Regions from separate parts of the Sus scrofa genome. Here region 1 is linked to region 2. A link is a contact called in public HiChIP or PLAC-seq data. All regions are on one chromosome and are shown on one strand. The core of a region is the stretch at or near the end of the contact, and the rest is flanking DNA. Distances in the headings are between cores, read along the strand shown. Region 1 holds the start of IRF9 (interferon regulatory factor 9). Region 2 holds the start of CARMIL3 (capping protein, Arp2/3 and myosin-I linker protein 3).

Region 1 (6,567 bases), core at 1,884-4,383, 100 kb after region 2:
ACAGGAACCTGACGCCCGCCCTTCTGCCCTCCTCAGGACAATAACGTCATGTTCAACACAGAACCCCCAGTAGGGGCCCGGGCAGTGCCTGGAGGTGAGTGTTAGGACAGGCCTCGGAGAGGACAAGAGGAGGGGCTGGACTCCTGCTGTGTGACAGGTGAAGGGGAGGCTTGGGGCAGCTTGGACCAAGGCCTAGAGCCTGTCCTGGGCTTGCTTGTTGTGCTCTCTGGCCATTCAGCCTCCTCAGCTTCCCCCCCTAGGTCAGGGATCAGATCTGAGCCGTAGTTGTGACCTAAGCCACAGCTATGGCGACACCAGATCCTTAACCCACTGTGCCTGCCCGGGGATCAAACCTCCATCCCAGTGCTCCCAAGATGCTGCCGATCCCATTGCACCACAGTGGGAACTCCTGTTTTGTTTTAATTTTTTTTTTTTTTGGACTTTTTTTTTTTTTTTCAAGGCAGCACCCCCTGCATATGGAGTTTCCCAGGTGAGGGGTCCAATCAGAACTGTAGCTGCCAGCCTATGCCAGAGCCACAGCAACTTGGGATCCGAGCTGCATTTTTGACCTACACCACAGCTCATGGCAACACCAGATCCTTAATCCACTGAGCGAGGCAAGGCATTGAACTCATATCCTCAAGGATGCTAATCCGGTTTGCGAACCACTGAGCCACGATGGGAACTCCTTTAATTTTTTTGTTTCTTTGTTTTTTGTCTTCCGAGGGCCGCACCCACAGCATATGGAGGTTCCCAGGCTAGGGGTCGAATCAGAGCTACAGCTGCGAGCCTAAACCATAGCCACAGCAACGCCAGATCCAAGCCGTGTCTGCGACCTTCACCACATTTCACAGCAATGCCAGATCCTTAACCCACTCAGCGAGGCCAGGGATCGAACCTGCAACCTCAGGGTTTCTAGTCAGATTTGTTTCCGCTGTGCCACAACAAGAACTCCTAATTTATTTTTTGACTGCACCCTCAGCATGCGAAAGTTCCTGGGCCAGGAATCAAACTGAGCCATGGCAGTGACAATGCCAGATTCTTACCCACTAGACCACTAGGGAACTCCCTTAGATAAGGCCATATTATAGTGCCCAGCACCTTGACGCAAATTTTATTCTCCCATTCCCAAAAGATAACGATTCATTAGGTAACTCAATGACTATTTAATGAAACTTGCTAGTTGTACTGTTTTAGGTTCCAAGAGGGCAAAAGAAAAATGTTCTGATTCTAATCTCCACTTCTTACCATCTCATAGACTAAGACCTTCAGAGAATAAGTTAACCTTGCAGAGGCTAAATCACAACCAGAAGAGCTGCCTCAAGCAAGTATATGATTACAGACCAAAAATCAGCTTGGATAAAAGCAAGAACAGCAGGGTCCCTGCCTCTACATCAGAAGTGGTTTGGGACTTCCCTTTGTGGCTCAGCGGTTAATGAACCTAACTAGGATCCATGAGGATTCGGGTTCAATCCCTGGCCCTGCTCAGTGGGCTAAGGATCCGGCATTGTCCTGAGCTGTGGTGTAGATCACAGATGTGGCTCAGATCCCAAGTGGCTGTGGCTGTGGCATAGGCCAGCAGCTGCAGCTCTGATTTGACTCCTAGCCTGGGAACCTCCATATGCAGCAGATGCAGCCCTAAAAAGCATAAAAAAAAAAAAAAAAAAAAAAAAAAAAAGGTGGTCTGCATGATGGCATCTCTGTGTTCCCTCCCTGGAGGCTGCCTCCCATGCCTCTGTCATATCCCAGCTCTCTTGGGGCTTTGTGGTCCATGGCCTTCCTCCCCCTGACAGAGTCCCTTCCTTCCCTTACCCCTAGGTGGCTGCCGAGTGATGGAGCAGAAGGAGGTGCCCAATGGCTTCCGGGACGAAGCCTGTGGCAAGGAGACTCCTGCTGGCTATGCTGGCCTCTGCCAGTGAGTGGCAGGCAGGGCATGAAGCATGGCAGTGGGGGGGAGACAGAGGGACTGGGTCTCTGGGATCAGTAGGTCCTGCAAGGAGTGGGAGATGGGGCCCTTCCAGGCAAGAGGCAAAGAGAGGTAGTAGCAGGCAGTGGGCGCAGGTTGGCAAGCGCCTACCGAGCCACGGGTGAGGGGTGTCGGTCTTGTTCATCCGAGGATCAGCCAAACAGAAGAACAAATATTTCGCTCTATCATCTCCCCAGGGCACACTACAAAGAATATCTTGTGAGCCTCATCAATGCCCACTCTCTGGACCCAGCCACCCTGTATGAGGTGGAGGAGCTGGAGACAGCTGCCGAGCGCTACCTGCACATGCACCCCCAGCCGCTGCCTGGGGAGGATCCCCCAACCTATCACGCACGCTTATTGCAGGTAAAGCCTTCCCCCGGCCTGGCCCCTGAGCCCACTCCCTAGAAATCCCCTGTCCTGCCTGTGTCTGAGCCCTGTGCTTCGTTTCATCATCTTCTCTCTCCTTCTGCAGAAGCTGATAGAAGAGGTGCCCTTGGGACAGAGTATCCCCCGCAGGAGGAAGTAGCTGAGGGCGAGGGTCCCTTGGTCCGACTTCCTCAGGAGCAGCTCCAGCACTAATAAAGAGGCATTTCCTTGCCCAGGCTTCTTGGTGGTCCTTCTTCCTGACCCCACCATCTGGGGGCACCAGGGAAGGGGGGGTGGTGAACAGAGCTTTGCCAAAAGGGCTCCCTCAGCCCGCTGACCAGCCCACTCTGGACTCAGGCCAAGAAGGAACTGGCCTCGCGGCTGGCCAGGGGAGGCCCTCCGCATCCAGCCCCCTGGCCTGAGCTTCTCTTTCCCTGCCTCCTTGCTTTCACCAAATCCAGCTGATGTGTGGGCTCACCTAGTAGGTAGCAAGCAGGCACTGTAGGGGAAGGCAGATGCCCAAGTAGTACAGAGCTAACCAGCGGCCCCAGGCCAGACTCCAGGATACTGCAGCCTCCCTGGGGAAGCAGCTGTGTCACAGAGATGGTGGGATCCGAGCAAGAAGTGTCCTGAGGGAGGAAAGGGAATGAGGCCCAGCGGGCCAACCATAAGCATCTCAGCTGCTGCTTCCCCCTAGTGGCAACCAGTTGCCCTGCAACTCGGAGACCACGTGATTTCGGGGAAACGGACCTCCCTGAAGGAGAACTGAAACTTAGGGTGGGGACTGTAGAAAGGGGCGGAGAAATCCAGAAGCTGCCTAGCCGGGAGCTGAGCTGTGGTCGGCTGAGCCCTGGGACAGCCTGCACAGCAGCTCAGGTAAGATTAACCAAAAACGGCTGTCAGCCTGGGTCAAGGTCGGGGAAGCCCTGCGGGAGGTGGTGGGTGGGGGCTCCTAGGGACCCCCCTGCTAGACAGAGGAATACCAGAAGGCTTGTGAACCAGGGAGCTGGAAGTTTGGCTTGAGTGAAAGACTGGTCAGGGGCCGGTGTCCCACACCTTATCTGTTGGCAAAGGACAGGAGGACCTACTACCGGGTTCTTGAGGGAAGAAGGCATTGCCCCATCCCCGATTGTTTTGCTGCCTTCTGGCCCTGCCCACTTCCGCCCCAGCTCTGCCCCCTCTCTCTGCCCCACCTACCCCTGGGACAAGCAGGGGGGAGGGTTAGGGGGCATCAAAGGATAAGTTGTGGGGATGGTGGGTGAAGAGGGTTGATGAGGCATCTCAAGCAGCTGCTGTATCTGCAAATGCTTGGGGGTGTCAAGCTCTCTCACTGGGAGCAGGACACCAGGGCATTTTCCTTCCAAACAATAGATTCCTAAAAAGTCTTAAGACCAATTCCTGTTGCCTTCCAGATGCTACATCTTGGTAGTTTGCCTGTTTGTTTGTCTTTTTGCCTTTTCTAAGGCCGTTTCCGAGGCTCATGGAGGTTCCCAGGCTAGGGGTCTAATCAGAGCTGTATCCACCGGCCACAGCCAGAGCCACAGCAGCGTGGGATCCGAGCTGCGTCTGCGACCTACACCACAGCTCACGGCAACGCTGGATCCTTAACTCACTGAGCAAGGCCAGGGATCGAACCTGCAACCTCATGGTTCCTAGTCGGATTTGTTAACCACTGCGCCACAACAGGAACTCCAGATGCTACATCTTGGGATGTTAAAGTATTTCCGGTGATTGCTAGTGATGACAGAAACAAAACAATTCAGCCTCAGAATTCTGAGATATGTCCAGAGACAAAAGACAGAGGGGGTCTCTGGCAGCCCTTTGCCAGAATCCAGTCCCTCTGGCGAGGATCTCACTCTTCCCAAAATGTCCAGTGACAGCTTCCCACTGATCTTATCCCCAGGATGGCTTCAGGCAGGGCTCGCTGCACCCGAAAGCTCCGGAACTGGGTGGTGGAGCAAGTGGAGAGCGGGCAGTTCCCAGGAGTGTGCTGGGACGACGACGCCAAGACCATGTTCCGGATTCCCTGGAAGCATGCGGGCAAGCAGGATTTCCGGGAGGATCAGGATGCAGCCTTCTTCAAGGTGAAGGGCCTGGAAACCGGCCCCTCAGAGGGAGGGACGGAGTATATACACTGGCGCTCTCCCCCTCGAGGCGTTGTGTCCGCCTGGGTTTCAGATAAAGGGGAGATGAAGCGTAGGATCGGCTACGTAATTATCAGAGGCCAGTGCAAAATGAAAATGCAAAACTCAGCCAGCGTCTCAAGACAGCAACAACGGAGCATAAGCCTAGTACGGGCCGTTGTGTGCGCGCGCTCTCAGGCCACACGTCCATCCATGAAGCCAGCCTGGTAGAGGGTCAGCAGGGGTCTGTAACAGGCTGCCTTCTCTTTACTTCTGCTGTTTCCTAGGCCTGGGCGATATTTAAGGGAAAGTACAAGGAAGGGGACTCCGAAGGCCCTGCCATCTGGAAGACTCGTCTGCGCTGTGCCCTCAACAAGAGTACTGAGTTTGAGGAGGTTCCTGAGAATGGCCACAGGGATGGGGCCGAGCCCTACAAGGTGTACCGGCTGCTGCCACCAGGCACCCTCCCCGGTGGGTGGCCCCGGCCCCGCCATGCCTAGGATCGGCAGATGGGGGGAGCAGAGATGAAGCTCTGCGCCTCCTGGGACGGGGGAGCGCCGGGTCAGAGTTCTGCCCTGTCCCTGGGGAGCTGTAACTCAGGCACTTGCCCCTTCCTGCCCATCCTTTCACTGCCTTCTGTCTCCCCTCCCCTCTGCCCACTTAAGGTTCTGACCTTTCTCTCCCCATCAATGTTCTACAGCTCAGCCAGGAAGCCAGAAATTACCATCAAAGCGACGCCACAGTTCTGTGACCTGTGAGAAGGAGGAGGACGAGGTTACCACAAAGAACTGCACACTCAGCCCCTCCATCCTCCAGGACCCCTTCAAAAATGTGAGAGTTCAGGAGGGAACTGGGGGTGGGGACACTAAGGGTAGGACAGTAACTAGGGGAGAGGTGCACCAGTGATAGAAACTGTACCGACTGTATCTACAGGAGTTGGCAGAGACCAATGGGGGAGCAGGCCATTCAGACTTGGGGAGCAGCAGCAGCAGCAACAGCCCTGAGTCTCCGGAAGGTACCACCTGCCCTGCCTCTTTTGTCATCCTCCATGCCACATCCCCTGGACCTTGGACTCGACTCCTCCAGTCCGCTCAGTTTGTTTGCTTTTTTTTTTTTAAGAGCCACACCCGCAGCATATGGAGGTTCCCAGACTAGGGGTCAAATCGGAGCGGTAGCCACTGGCCTGCACTACAGGCACAGCAACACAGGATCCAGGCCGCATCTACAACCTTCACCACCACTCACGGCAACACCGGATCTTTAACCCACTGAGTGAGGCCAGGGATCGAACCCAAATCCTCACGGATACTAGCCGGATTTGCTTCCACTGCGCCACAACAGGAACTCCCTCCCACTCCGCTCTGAATCACCAGTGCCTCTTCTTCCCTTCTAGGTAGGGTTACCACTGAGGCCCCTTTCCAAGGAGATCAAGTGTCCCTGGAGCATCTACTCCCTCCAAATTCAGGTACTTGGTATTTCTGACTCGCCCCTGCTCTCTGTCCCCTGACGTCCTCTTCCTGTGGCCGTGCGCGCATTGTCTAATCTGTCGGGGCTTGCGGCACTGGTGTCTCAGCCCTGCCCCTGACCAGACTCCAGACAACTAATTTCTCAAAAATTATGCACTCTGTTTCCTGGAATCTACTTTGAGATTCTGTGGACTAAGTAGAGACCCAATTTTTGGGACCTTCTTATAAACTCTTAAGAGCCTGGGCATTCAGCCCCGAGGCCTCAGTGGGAATCTGTGGATTAGTTATTCTCCTGAGTGACAGGAAAGTCTGACAGGAAGCCCCTGGCTGCAGAGGGCTGGGCTGTGTAGATAATGAGAGAGGGCACCTTCTCTAATCTCGGAAGGTGCCGCCGCTGCCCCCACCCCGCTGCCCACCTGGTCCTCACCAGCCCTCATTTGGTTTCCCTCTCTGAGGCTCACATTCCTGTTGGCACACGAGGGTGTTGTATTATTATTATTTTTTTTTTTTTTTTTTTTTTTGGTGTTTTTAGGGCCACAGCCATGGCATATGGAGGTTTCCAGGCTTGGGGTCAAATTGGAGCTGTAGCTGCCGGCCTATGACACAACCACAGCAACACAGTATCCGAGCTGCATCTTTGACC
Region 2 (7,308 bases), core at 1,647-4,146:
ATTTTTCTTTTTTTTTTTTTTTTTTTTTTGCTTTTTAGGGCCACACCCTCAGCATATGGAAGTTCCTAGGCTAGGGGTCCAATCAGAGCCTACACCACAGCCAGATCCAAGCCGCATCTCACGGCAACACCAGATCCCAACCCACCGAGCGAGGCCAGGGATCGAACCCACATCCTCATGGATCCTAGTCGGGTTTGTTTACCACTGAGCCACAAAGGGAATTCCAAGAGTCGTCATTTCCCAAGTTCAGACTGATGATCGTACAATCCACATAAAAGGAATTGAAGAGCTTTCCTACGTCCCCAAACTCCCAAACTCCCGTTGCCTAAGAAAACTAGCCTCTTCCCCAAAGGATTAGCTGAATTTTGGGCACCTTTCTCTGGCTCCCTGACTCTCTCCAGCTTCTGGCTTCTGAGAACTCTCTTGTCTTTAGCTCCTCTACCTTGTCCCCTCAAGGACACATACCAGCAATGCCTACTTGAGGAGGGAGACCCCCTCAAGTGCCCCCAAAGCCGTTCTGCTGTGAGGCAGGAGCTCCAAGGCCTGGTTCACAACTCATTATTGTCATGCTCCAGCCGCAGTGAATGATCTGGCCCCAGGCTCCTCAGTCTTGGATGCAAATTCAAATCAGCTGAGGTGCCTGTAAAAACACAAATACTCAAGCCCCACTCCCAGAGATTCTTTTTTTAACTGGCCTAAGGTAGGACCTAGGCATCTTTAAGGGGCAAGGGCAGGTGGAGAGGGAGAAGGTAAACCTCCCAGATGACTACATTGTGCAGTCAGAGTGGAAACCCACTAGTCCAGGCCTTTTAGGTTTGAGGTACCCATTCTACCCACCTCTAGAGCATTCTATGGTAGTTAGAGTGTTCCCTAACTATGTAATCACTGATACAAACACTGAGAATTAGCGCAATCTCTCAAAATGACTTTAAGTGACAGAAACAGGTTCCTGAAAAAGTTGTCTGTGAATTGAAGCTGTACAAATGGAGTCATTTTTAAACAAATCATTTACTGTCTCACAGACTCCTTGGCACTTGAATAGTATGCACACATGTGAAACAAATTCTTTGAAGAATGAAATAGCTGCTCATCGGTTTATCTATGTAACTTTAGATTTTGGTGTCCTGAGTTCAGTAAAAAACAGTGTCTCAGGGTTCCCACTGTGGCTCAGCAGTAATGAAACCAACCATGAGGATGCAGGTTTGATCCCTGGTCTCACTCAGTGGGTCAAGAATCTGGCATTGCCATGAGCTGTGGTGTAGGTCACAGCCACAGCTCGGATCCTGCATTGCTGTGGCTGTGGCATAGGCCAGCAGCTATAGCTCTGATTCGACCCCTAGCCAGGAGACCTTCCATATGCTGCAGGTGCAGCCCTAAAAAGCAAAAAATAAAAAAGAACAAAAAAACAAAGTGTCTCTATTTTACATGAATGTAATGTGTGGTGGCTTTTGCAAAGTACAGTGTTAATGCTTATAGTTACCTTTTCTTCATGGTAACCCTATTTGATGGACAGTACACTGGTCCTGAAAAATCATCTGATGCTTTTTGATTAAGCAGATTTCTTTCCCTGTTTGATTTTTACTCCCTTTCTGTTTCTTCTCCTCCCCAGGTTAGGCAATCCAGAGGACTGTGCGGGCATCGTGTCTTTCCTATGCTCTGAAGATGCCAGCTACATCACTGGGGAGACAGTGGTAGTGGGTGGAGGGACCGCATCCCGCCTCTGAGGACCTGGAGAGCATCCACCAGGGCAGAGATTGGGCTCCAGCTCCTGTTCCAGCATTCATCAACTGGTTTCCCACCTCTGCCTAGCATTCTGCTCACAATACACCATAACCCCTACCCACCCCCCCCAAATCAGTTCTGCCCTGTGAAAAGAGCCAGCGTCCTTGTCCTCTGCTGTCAAGCTGTGGTCTAATGAGGATTTTCCCTGTTGCTGTAGCCTTCAATAAAGACCTCCCCTGAGAGCACAAGGTAGACCTGCTCAGAGGGCTGAGTCTACCTTAGCAAAGATCAACTAATTTTTTTTTTTTTTTTTTTTTTTTCTGGGCATCAGGGTAATTTGAGGGATATGGGAGAAGGAAACCTGGATTGGAGGGAACAGGGTTAGAAATCAACGACGTGCAAATCTAGTGCAAAGAAAATGCAAATGATCACAGTGGTTTGAATCAATGTTCATTTTTCAGCGTAGGGTGCATAGGTGTGTTAGCCAAGCAGAGAGCCTAAATTTGAGTGGACGGGATGCCCTTAAGGTTCTCCTGGATCCCAAGTCTGCATCCCCTTAGCCTTCCTCCCTGTCTCCAGGACCTGAGCGTAAGGCTCCGGGATGGGGATGGAGGTGTTTGCAGAGCTGCCAGCAGGGAGGAGGTGGCGCGGGAATTCCCAGGTGCTACTCTCGGCCGCACACCCGCGGGGACGGTGCCAAGGACGCCGCAGGGATCCCCAAGGCTGGGCAAGCGGGAAAAGAAGGATAAACTGCTCTAGATCCGGCCAGGTCCTCTCCCAACATTGCCCTCAGCCGCGAGTTCCTTCCTTCGCGGTTCAGCAAGGACAACCTGGACGGGTCCCGAGCAAGAAATGAAAAGGGAGGAGCCTTGCAAGAATGACCCGGCAAGGGGTACACAGAGCTACAAACAAAAGAAATGGGTTCTGCTCACAGTGCCCGAGGAGTGGGGTGACACGAAAAGTGGGGACCCTGCCCCCCGCCTGGGAGATGACCCGGGCTCCAGGAGACAAGCACAGGGCGTCGCACGCGGGGGCCGGCGGGAGGGGTGGGCGCGAGCGCGCGCGGGGTCTCACGCGGCTCCGAGGCGCGGCGCGCATGCTCAGTCTGGCACCTCTCCGGGAGGGGCGGGAGACCCGGCGCTCCGAGGCGGGGGGAGGAGCGCTCGCGCAGCCGCCCCTGACAGGAGCGGGCTCCGCGGCTGCTGCAGCGCTCAGCGCCGGGGCCCTGCCGGAGCCGGGTCTAGCATGTGCCGCGGCTCCCCGGCGGCGGCAGCGGCGGCAGCGGCTCCTCTGCAGCAACACCGGCAGCAACGGCCGCCATGGCCAAGTCCAGCGCGGAGCTCACCCGCGAGCTGCAAGGTACGAGGCTGCGGTGGTCTCCGGGACGCCCCGTCCGGGAGCCTCCCAGACCCAGTGCGTTCCTCTCCGCGGTACACCCCGGTGCCTCCCGCCCCTCATGCATCCCCATTCCAAGGCACCCCCCTGCCCCTGCATCCCAGCTCGGGGTATCGCTGTCCCCAGAGCATCCTCCGCTGGCCCCCTCTTCTCACCCTGTCAGGACCTTCCTGTCCCAGAGCCTCCCGTCCCGATCTTCAGTGACAGATGCAGTCCCTTTACGCTCCCTGGGGCTGACTCTCAGCAATCCTGGCCCAACCCTCGGCGAAGCATCCAGTCTCTCCTCCAGAGAGTCCCCGTTTCCCCGCCGGGCGGGGCCAGGCCCGCCCCGCCGGGTGATGGGAGCTGCCCCAGGTCCTGACCGCCTCTGGGCTCAACACCCTTCCTCCTCTGGGCCCCGCCCCGGAACTGGCTCCGGAGAGCCCCATGGCAGCCCGTCTCTGCACCCCGGCCAGTGGGGCAAAGAAGGGAGTCAGGAAAGAGGGCCCGAATTGGAGCAAAAACCAAGAGGAGGGTCTCTGCAGCTCTCCTACCACGGCCCCGGTCCCAGCCTGCCCTCTTCTCTCTACCCCCCTCACCCAACACCTCAAGGCCTCTCCTGCCTTGCAGCAGTTCTTAGACTTGGTCCAAACCAAGGGCCGATCCCCTAGCTCTGCCACAACCCTGACCCCCAGAGGCGGGAGCACAGGCTAGCCCACGCAGAGACCAGGACGCTCAAGGATACTCAGAGGCATGCTCTGCACCGTTTCAATTTCCCACACCTCCACACACACACAAGCACAATCTTGAGATGTGTGTACACACATCTTTGCAGAAACAGCACACACACACACATGCACATACATACTGGGATATCTGGATGGTTTCGCCAGCAGATGGGTTTGGGACTCATTTAAACACTCCTTCCTACCTCCCTACCCCCTACTCAGAACTGGCTGGCTCTATGCCCCTTTCACAACTGCAAGCACAGCATACTCATTCACACTTAGCCATGCCCACCAATACCACACACGGGCTCCCTGGCATCTTCTTTACATGCATAGTAAAAGGCAGACACTCACACCCAGACCACCTAAAATATAGTCAAAGGGACACCCCCACACTCCCCACACTGACTCACTGTGGATGTGTCCACAGCTGCTGGACTACACGGGTCAGAAAAATCCTTCACATTCTCTCACAGTGTCACTCAGCTACTGTCCCCCCTCGGTTTTCTCCACACCCTCCAGCCTCTCTAATAAAAAAGAAAAGTCACCCAAGAAGGAAAGGTCTCAGTCCCGGTCCTTCTTTGCCTCTCTCTGATTCTCTCCCCTCCCCTCCCACCTGACCCCTGGAGCGCCTTGGGTAAGTGGGGGTTGCCAGGGTAAGGAGAGCTCTGAGCAGCCCACCTCACCCCCGCCTGCAGACAGCATCCGAAGATGCCTGAGCCAAGGGGCTGTGCTCCAACAACACCGTGTGAAGCTGGAGACGAAGCCCAAGAAGTTCGAGGACCGAGTGCTGGTGAGGGCACTGGGCTGGGGGAGGGGAGGTGGTATCAAGGGCACCCGGGCTGAGAAGGGCAAGGAGGCTGGGCGGCAGAGGAGACAGAGGTGGAAGAGAGCTGAAAAGACCTAGCGTGGGGCATGGGGAGGCTGGACTCCGTGGATGTCCAGGAGCCTAGGGTGGGGCATGATGGGGAGGAGCTTCCAGAGCAGAGGGTCACTGCCAACAGGGGTGCACATGGGCTGAAGGGGGCAGTGTGACTAGGGCCCAGGAAGCTCCTATGAGCTGCTGATGTTTCCTCTCTCTGAAGGCCCTGACCTCCTGGCGCCTCCACATCTTCCCCCTTAAAGTCCCAGCCAAGGTGAGTTGGGCTGACGAGCAGGAGAGCAGCTGGCATGCACCTCTCCCCTCCCCCCACCCCGAGCCTGGCAGCCAGGCTCTGACCATCAGCGGGGCATTCCCGTGCCCCCTCCCCACAGGTGGAAAGCTCCTTCAATGTCCTGGAGATCCGCGCCTTCAACACGCTCAGTCAGAACCAGGCGAGCATCAGGGCTTGGGCCTCACCCTTGGGCTGGCAGGAGGAGGGAGCCTGCATCTGAGGCCCCACTGCTTCCTCTCCCCTAGATCCTAGTGGAGACGGAGCGTGGAATGGTGAGCCTGCGGCTGCCATCAGCTGAGAGCGTGGACCAGGTGACCCGACATGTGAGCTCTGCCCTCTCCAAGGTCTGCCCTGGCCCTGGGTGAGTGGCAAAGGAGGAGTCTCTCGAGGTGTTCGACAGTGTGGAGACCTCCCTTCCTGCCTCCCTCCTTCCCCTGCACCTGGGCCCCTGGGACACCAAGGAGAAGAGCTCTCATGTCCCCGCTCCTGCTTTTCCTGGGGATCCAGAAGCTATAACAGAGAAAGAATTGAGAGGCTCTTTCCCCCTCTTGGGATGGATTTGTTCGTTTTCCAGGAGTCTAATCCGGCGTGGAAATGCGGACACCCCAGAAGGGCCCCGAGACACATCCCCCAACTCTGAGACTTCCACATCCACCACGCACAGTGTCTGTGGTGAGCAGGGCAGACGTGAGGAAAGTGGGGCCCACACCCTGCCCACCCTGCCCCCCGCTCTGAGTCCTCTGGGTGTAGGGCTCTGCCTCCCCTGAGACTCCACATTCCCGGACCTCAGAGGTTCACAATGTAGCAGGACCCCAGGACACGGGTACATACAATGACCTTGACCTTTCCTTAAACTTCAAGTCTGTTCCCCACCCCCTTACCCCTCAAGGAGCCAGCCCATCTCCTGCCCCACAGGTGGCTTCTCCGAGACCTACGCTGCCCTGTGTGACTACAACGGGCTGCACTGCCGTGAGGAGGTGCAATGGGTGCGTTGGGCAGGGACCTGGCAGGTGGGCAGGCGGGACCCAGAGGCAGGGGGCTGAGGAGGAGGAGGGGAGCAGGTGTGAGCCCGTTCCACCTCTCCAAGGACGTGGACACCATCTATCATGCCGAGGATAACCGGGAGTTCAATCTTTTGGATTTCAGCCACTTGGAGAGCCGGTAAGCAGATGGAGGTTACTCAACCCTCCCATTCCAACCCCTGTCCAGCCCCAGCCCTTTTAGGTTCTCTCTTCCATTCCCACCCACAACCTCAGCTCTGTCTCCCAGCCCGCACCCCCACTGCCTTCTACTCCTCTAGGCTTTCCCCAGGCCAGCCATCCCTTCCTTAGTCTTTTCTTTCTGCCCCAGCCACCTGTTCACCACTTTCCCGCCCCTTTCAATCTCCCCATAGAGACTTGGCCCTAATGGTGGCAGCCCTGGCCTACAACCAATGGTTCACCAAACTCTACTGCAAGGACCTGCGGCTGGTAGAGTCTAGGAGGGGCAGGGTGGGGAGGGGAGAGCCATGCCCTCTCTGGCTCCTGATCACATGACCCACTCTCCTCAGGGCTCTGAAGTGCTCGAACAGGTGCTACACACCCTCAGCAAGTCGGGGAGCCTGGAAGAGCTGGTGCTGGACAACGCTGGGCTTAAGACGTGAGGCCAGCCTCCTCTTTGGGCAGTGGTGGCCCCTTGATGTATTCTTAGGGTCCCGGAACCTCAGTGCATGCTATGGGCCTCTGAACTATCTCACCCGGCTCCTCGCTTTACAGAAGAGGAGACTGAGGCCCCAAGAGGGCTCCAGGCAAGGCACACCTAAGCCTCCTGCCCCCCCAACTCCATGGCTTTCCCCAGTATCTCCATATGCCCTGCCCCTTTTCCGCCATCAACCACTGAGCAGAGTGCGCTGCTCTGGTCTGGAGGACCCAAAGCTAGGCTTTGTCTCTGCACAACTTCCTAGGTACTCCAGAGTGGTGACAAACTCCCTGGCAGGCCCCAAGCTGCTCCCCGCCGGTGGGGGCCTCTAAGCATTGCAGCCCCAGCCAGGCAGGCAGGTGGAGGAGGAGGGGAAGCCCGGGGCCTGGGACAAACACATCCTTCCTCCCCTCCCCTGAAGGGACTTTGTCCAGAAGCTGGCCGGGGTGTTTGGGGAGAACGGGAGCTGTGTGCTGCATGCCCTCACTCTGTCCCACAACCCCATCGAGGACAAGGGTGAGCCCCAGCCCTGAATCCTACCCCCACCACAATGCAGACCCCTTGTCCCAACCCAGAGTCCAACCCGGCTCTCCGACCTGATGCCAGCCCCTGTCCCAATTCTGCCATTCTTGACCCAGGCCAGCATCCGCTCA

Evidence for each region. HiChIP or PLAC-seq counts read pairs in DNA pulled down with a chosen protein or histone mark.
Region 1: an H3K27ac HiChIP or PLAC-seq map of skeletal muscle shows a contact between it and region 2, with 3 times the contacts expected there. The contact joins the promoter of IRF9 here to the promoter of CARMIL3 in region 2. A contact is called at or near these places in 2 of 5 promoter capture datasets (fetal liver and liver), 7 of 47 Hi-C or Micro-C datasets (embryonic fibroblasts, heart right ventricle, mesenteric adipose tissue and 2 more) and 2 of 2 datasets of contacts at active chromatin or transcription factors (alveolar macrophages and skeletal muscle).

The regions. Positions count from the first base shown.
Region 1 is chr7:75,136,207-75,142,773 of Sscrofa11.1, reverse strand. IRF9 (interferon regulatory factor 9) reads left to right here and starts at 3,133. Exons shown (of 9, transcript NM_001078670.1): 1 at 3,133-3,211; 2 at 4,239-4,419; 3 at 4,746-4,929; 4 at 5,159-5,289; 5 at 5,392-5,473; 6 at 5,852-5,923. The coding sequence starts at 4,240.
Region 2 is chr7:75,236,831-75,244,138 of Sscrofa11.1, reverse strand. CARMIL3 (capping protein, Arp2/3 and myosin-I linker protein 3) reads left to right here and starts at 2,896. Exons shown (of 41, transcript XM_021099222.1): 1 at 2,896-3,081; 2 at 4,523-4,617; 3 at 4,910-4,960; 4 at 5,079-5,138; 5 at 5,224-5,339; 6 at 5,553-5,650; 7 at 5,894-5,964; 8 at 6,066-6,139; 9 at 6,372-6,447; 10 at 6,528-6,616; 11 at 7,077-7,171. The coding sequence starts at 3,042. It overlaps DHRS4 (dehydrogenase/reductase (SDR family) member 4), which reads left to right. Exons shown (of 8, transcript NM_214019.2): 8 at 1,610-2,018. The coding sequence ends at 1,724. LOC106504467 (a long non-coding RNA gene) reads right to left here and starts at 4,498. Exons shown (of 2, transcript XR_001297957.2): 1 at 3,273-4,498; 2 at 2,160-3,074.